2 separate regions of the Muntiacus reevesi genome follow, and region 2 is linked to region 1. The links are chromatin contacts, called in public Hi-C maps. All regions are on one chromosome and are shown on one strand. Each heading gives the region's core, a stretch centred on a gene start, on an enhancer-like site or on the middle of the called end of the contact. The rest is flanking DNA. Distances are from core to core; before and after follow the strand shown. Region 1 holds the start of BRWD3 (bromodomain and WD repeat domain containing 3). Region 2 holds the start of HMGN5 (high mobility group nucleosome binding domain 5).

Region 1 (2,853 bases), core at 259-2,758:
CAACCAGAAACCAGTTTTCTTCCACTAATCCGGAACTCCCGGCTGTTACCAACGCTGTCATTGGCCAGCGTCAGTCCTGGTACGTGCCCCAAGATAACCCCCGGGTTTCTCTCCTTTTTCCCCCTACAATGGGCCTTTCCTGATGTTTGTAACATATTTATAAACCACAATAGGGCATCTCTGATAACCAACTCACATTCTTCAAAGTTTTCGGGTGGAAACAAACGAGGCCAAGGGGAGGGCAAGATACCCTTTCTCCGACCGCCAAGAGGGGGGAAGGGACGTTCGTCGGCTCAGCACGGAGCTCTAGAGCCGCGTCGGCTGAGGGGTCGGGGGTAGGTTGGGGGTACAAGGTGGTGGAAAGGGAGTGAAGAAAGAGTTAGGTTGAGTTGAAATGAAAACTCTACTCACCAGATCCTCGAAGCTTCTTCGGTGCTCTCTCCCCTCCCAGTCTAGGCGGCGCGGAATAAGCTGGGGGCCGGCAAAAAGAAAGGGTGGAGGGGGCAACGATAAAGGCCAAGCCTCTGCTCCGCATCAACGCGACCCAGCTTGGGTCCGGGTCCTCGACCCTTGGCGTCTTTATTTCTCTGGCATGATAGCTGTTGTCTCAGAGCTAGACGAGTGTGTGGGGGGAGGGGGGGAAGGCCGAGGAGGAGGAAATCCTGAAAAACCACCTCCCACAGGCATAAAATGGGGTGAGTTAGGACCCCAGAGATATCCGCCCCCTTTGAGGGAAGGAGCCGGTTCACCCCTGTAGCAACAGCTCTGAGTGCCCAAATCCAAGGCTCCCTCCCAGCCCTTGCCCTCCGCCCCTTACTTGCCCTCCCCTTCCTCCAGTCTCACCCAAACCCTACCCACCTCTTCTCGATGGGGCTACGTACCTGATGCTCCTCGAGTTCCTGCACTAGCACCTGAGCAAAAGGAAAACACGGATTATGACGAGCAGCTCGGGCCATCACCCATTCCTCCCTCCCCAATTCGAACCCAGCCGTTGGCTGTAGAGCTACTCAAGGCCGGCCTTTACCTCAGCCACAACGAAACCGCACACTCTGCTGCCTCGATTTCCCCATTGGGACCATTCCCCAAGACTCCCAGATCTCCTTCCCCTTCTCACCTGAGCGGATTTGTTGCAGGGTCCGGATTGCAAGAATCTAGCGATCAGGTAATAGAGCTCTGAGGAAGAGGGGGGGGGGGGGAGAGGTTGAGAGGGAGGCAAAGAGAAATAGACGCTTTTTCAAAAGAAACTGACAGCCGCCGCGCTAAGCCCCCATACTCTTAACCCCCGGACACAGCCACCCACCGGCTTCAATCTGGGTAGGTGCCGCCGCCATCCTTTTCCTGAGGGGGTTTGGGGGCTTCGCTCCAGAGGGGCTGGCGGGGGAGAGTGGGGGCGCTGTCTCTATTGTGGTGAAGCCCCCATGCCCAGGAGTCCCGCCGTTTCCGCCGCACTCCGCGTCCCAGTTTCGGTCTTTCTCGGATTCATCGCATCACGTTTCGACCCATAGATATTCTAGCTCTAGAGCTGAGGAGGCGGAGGAGGAAGGAGAGCAAGAGAGAGAAGAGGAGGGAGGAGCCGAAGTGGCGGAGGGGTGGGCGGGGGCAAAGGGGGTGGAGAGAGGGGAGGGTAAAAACTGTAAGAGGTAACTGCTGCGCTCGTTGTTCGCCGCCAGGGGCACTAACGCAGCCGCCAGTCCTCCTCTCTGCTAGACGTCCACGGTTGCCTAGCTACTACTCCCAGAAGGAAGGGGAGGTGCTAACTGATGGCCGACGCTCTGGCAGCCGCCGCAGAACTCGGTGGTGACGTTCCCTTCCGCGAGCTTCTGAATCCTTTGCCCTTCCTGTGAGAGCAGTCAGGTCTTTTCCTGTTAAGGACTTTTCCCTTTGGCTTTGTGATGAGGGACTTGTGAGGAGCCAACTTGACTCAGCGTCTTTCTTAGATTTCCTCACGGCACCAAAGAGGCTTTATTTTTTTTACCTCTCTTCCACCGAAAGGAGGTTAGCCGCTAAAGTGTCTTGTGACTGAGAAAGAAAAGGATCTCCTACTTCGTGGTCACTTGTTTTTTCTTTAAAATGATTTTTGTACCGGATGAAAATCCTGTGTAGTTAGCAGTCCAGAGGGCAGGGCTCTTATTGTTACAAAGAAAGAGCAGCTATCAAATGTCCCCGGATTCTGATAAATATTTCAGGAAGAATTTGCTGTCAGACATGAAACATTTTATTTTTCCACTTCTGAATGTTTCAGTTCAGTTCAGTTCAGTTCAGTCGCTAAGTCCTGTCTGACTTTTTGCGACCCCATGAACCACAGCACGCCAGGCCTCCCTACCAATCACCAACTCCCAGAGTTTACCAAACTCACGTCCATTGAGTCGGTGATGCCATCCAACCATCTCATCCTCTGTCATCCCCATCCACTCCTGCCCTCAATCTTTCCCAGTATCAGGGTGTTTTCCAATGAGTCAGCTCTTCGCATAAGGTGGCCAAAGTATTGGAGTCTCAGCTTCAACATCAGTCCTTCCAATGAACACCCAGGACTGATCTCCTTTAGGATGGACTGGTTGGATCTCCTTGCAGTCCAAGGGACTCTCAAGAGTCTTCTCCAACACCACAGTTCAAAAGCATCAAATCTGCGCTCAGCCTTCTTTATAGTCCAACTCTCACATCCATACATGACCACTGGAAAAACCGTAGCCTTGACTAGACGGACTTTTGTTGGCAAAGTAATGTCTCTGCTTTTTAATATGCTATCTAAGTTGGTCATAACTTTCCTTCCAAGGAGTAAGCATCTTTTAATTTCGTGGCTGCAATCACCATCTGCAGTGATTTTGGAGCCCAGAAAAATGAAGCCAGCCACTG
Region 2 (2,700 bases), core at 173-2,672, 210 kb after region 1:
AACTACAATCCCCACAATGCTTTGCGGCGGCGGGGGGTGGGGGTTACCTCTTTGTTAAAACGTCAGCGCGTTTTATTGAGAAGCCGGCTGCGGATTTTAAAACTTCCCGCCACTACCTGCTACAAGGTTGCTGTCAGCTCTGTAAAATCGCAAGATCCATTGCACAAGCCTAGAAAAGCGTAGCGGCGGGAATCACAGGAAGGGGGTTGGTGATTAGAAACCATTGCTTTCTGTCCTTTTAGACTGGGAATTACTAAGCTATCGCACGAGTCATACAGCCTCAGAGCACTGTGGAATTTCAGTCTTATTCCTATTTCTAAAAATAGGGAAGACAAACGAATAGAGAGGAATAATACTTAAAAAAAAAATCATAACGCCTTACCTTAGCACAGTATTTTACGATTTTATCAAGCAACGAAACAGCGATCGATTTCACTTCTAAGGGACCCGCCTCCCCAACAAACAAACAAACAGGTCAACACTGAGTGTGAATTTCTTTCTTGTCTAAGAGAGGAGTCATGATTTTTTAAGTGAGGGTTTGCAGGAGACCAGTAGCCCTTGAATAGCTCATATCAATTCTTTGTGTCTAAAGTGAGCAAATCCACGCTACCCCAAGATCAGCAATAGTTTATCTGACGCATTTCTCTTATCATTCTTCCACCTTTAGACAGTGAGCTTGGAGAGTCTCAGACCTCTCCGGCCTAAAGTCGCTATTACAGCGGTGAATCTCTACCTCCTCCAGGACAGTTTGAAGTCTGCGCCGCCTAATGGCACAGGATTACCACTGCAAAGCCCTCTGGCTTGACAAGAAGTGGAGGAGGGAAAAAAAAAAAGAAAGAAAAAGAAAACGGGAAGAACAAAGGCAAATAATTACGGGAGAAAGCCATGGCCTTCGTACCCCAAAACGGGACGGTTCCCGGAGGAAAGCTGGAGGCTGAGGAGGAAATTAGTGCCTGAAAGTGTGGTTGGGAGGAGTTCTCCAATAGGGTAAGCGGAGGAACGGGGGTGGGGTAGGAAGCGACAGCACAGCGCTATGGCTGTTTGTAAGTCAGCATGGAGACACCTCTCAAGCGATTCTTTTCCTTAAACAAAACACGCCAAAAGTGAACTACCAGTTGCGTGAAAGACTATCCTCAACCTTATACTAACCGATATTTGCCCTTCCCTCCCCTTAGGCACCTCACAAAATCGAACTAGAAGCCAAAATGCTTTTTAAAAAAGTCTCTGCCGATTAGGAAATATGTATTTCAGTCGCTAATACCCCTTCTATCTTCCTATTTCACTTACCTTTCTTTTGGGCATTGTTGCAGCTCTCTATAGGAGATCTTAGCAGTCAGCAGAAAAAAAGCCGAAAGCAGTCTCTACACGACCGCTCAGAGAGCAACTGAGTTTTCAATGAACTAATTAAAGTACGACCTGTACTTGCCTTCAAAAAAAAAAAAAAAAAAAAACTCTCGTTATTGGCAACATTAAACGCACCAAGACACAACCGAACTACGTGAATGGTTAGCAGGAGTGGGAGCCAAATTGGAGTGACAGGCTGTCAGACCAATCAGGGGAGTGACAAGCCAAGGGGGCGTGGCCTACGGACTCCTGGAGCCCTCGAAGGCTGCCTGCTCCGACTGCTGGTGGGGTAGAGGAGCACCTTGACTTAGTGGACACAAAGGGCTGAAGCATAAAACCGTCGGGAAAGCTGGGGTTGTCCTTATCGGTTCTCTTTTCTTTTTTTCCTTTATGTAGTAATAACAGGAGAAAGTCACTGCACTTGCTTTCTCCACGGTCTCCAAAAGCTTCTTCCTGGAAGGAAAGTGCTTTTCAGATAGGACTGGGCCTAGGCTCCAATCTTTCCATTCTACCTTTGGCAGGAGGATGTAGATGACATGAGAGGAGTACTCGTTTAGAAAGTAGAAAAGAGTGGAGCTGTTTCTCAGGATGTGGGGACTTTGCGCCACACCAGAATTGTGGTCCTGGCAGGATCAGGGTGCCAAAATGGGGCATCTTTCGCAGATGAAGAGCCTCAAAACTTGAAACTGTAAGAGCAAGAGGAACCTGAAGGTGGGGACATCTGATAGATGCCATTATCCCACTTGGTGGGAGTTCATCAAGAATTTAATGGGACTCTGTGTGAGGTAATAACACAGGACTATCTAGAGGAAAAAGGTTAATACAATGGATTATGAATCCAAAGGTGGCATTTGGTGAAGGAACTCGGAAAGACACCATACATGAAAGTATTTAGGGCACAGAGCCTGGACTAGGATAAAGCAATTAAAGCACTCACTTCTGGTGCAAATTTAAGGATGCACCCCAGACTCAGGAGATTAGGATGAGGCCATTGAGGTGAATTATGCAAGTGTAGAGTGGTTGTGTTCTAAGTCGTTTCAGTCATGTCCGACTCTTTCCAACCCTGTGAACTGTAGCCCGCCAGGCTTCTCTGTCCATGGGATTCTCCAGGCAAGAATACTGGAGTGGATTCCCATGGTCTTCTCCAAGGGATCTTCCTGACCCAGGGATGTAGCCTGCATTGGGAGGCGAGTTCTTTACCACTAGCGCCACTTGGGAAGGCCCGCAAGTGTAAGGTAGGATCTTGTTTTTATTTAAAATTGATATTTTGTTTATCAATGGACTTTTAAAAAATCTTTAATTAGCTCTTTAAAGTAGTGTATTAAACATTTATCTTTATTATTGAGTTTTGGGGCG

Evidence for each region. Hi-C and Micro-C count contacts between places; a contact is called where the count stands out from the background.
Region 2: a contact with region 1 is called in a Hi-C map of muscle, with 6 times the contacts expected there. The contact joins the promoter of HMGN5 here to the promoter of BRWD3 in region 1. A contact is called at or near these places in 2 of 3 Hi-C or Micro-C datasets (blood and muscle).

Annotation. Positions count from the first base shown.
Region 1 is chrX:71,650,318-71,653,170 of mMunRee1.1, forward strand. It overlaps BRWD3 (bromodomain and WD repeat domain containing 3), which reads right to left and starts at 1,509. Exons shown (of 41, transcript XM_065916561.1): 1 at 1,301-1,509; 2 at 1,115-1,173; 3 at 882-911; 4 at 412-471. The coding sequence starts at 1,331.
Region 2 is chrX:71,859,105-71,861,804 of mMunRee1.1, forward strand. It overlaps HMGN5 (high mobility group nucleosome binding domain 5), which reads right to left and starts at 1,423. Exons shown (of 6, transcript XM_065915449.1): 1 at 1,288-1,423. The coding sequence starts at 1,302.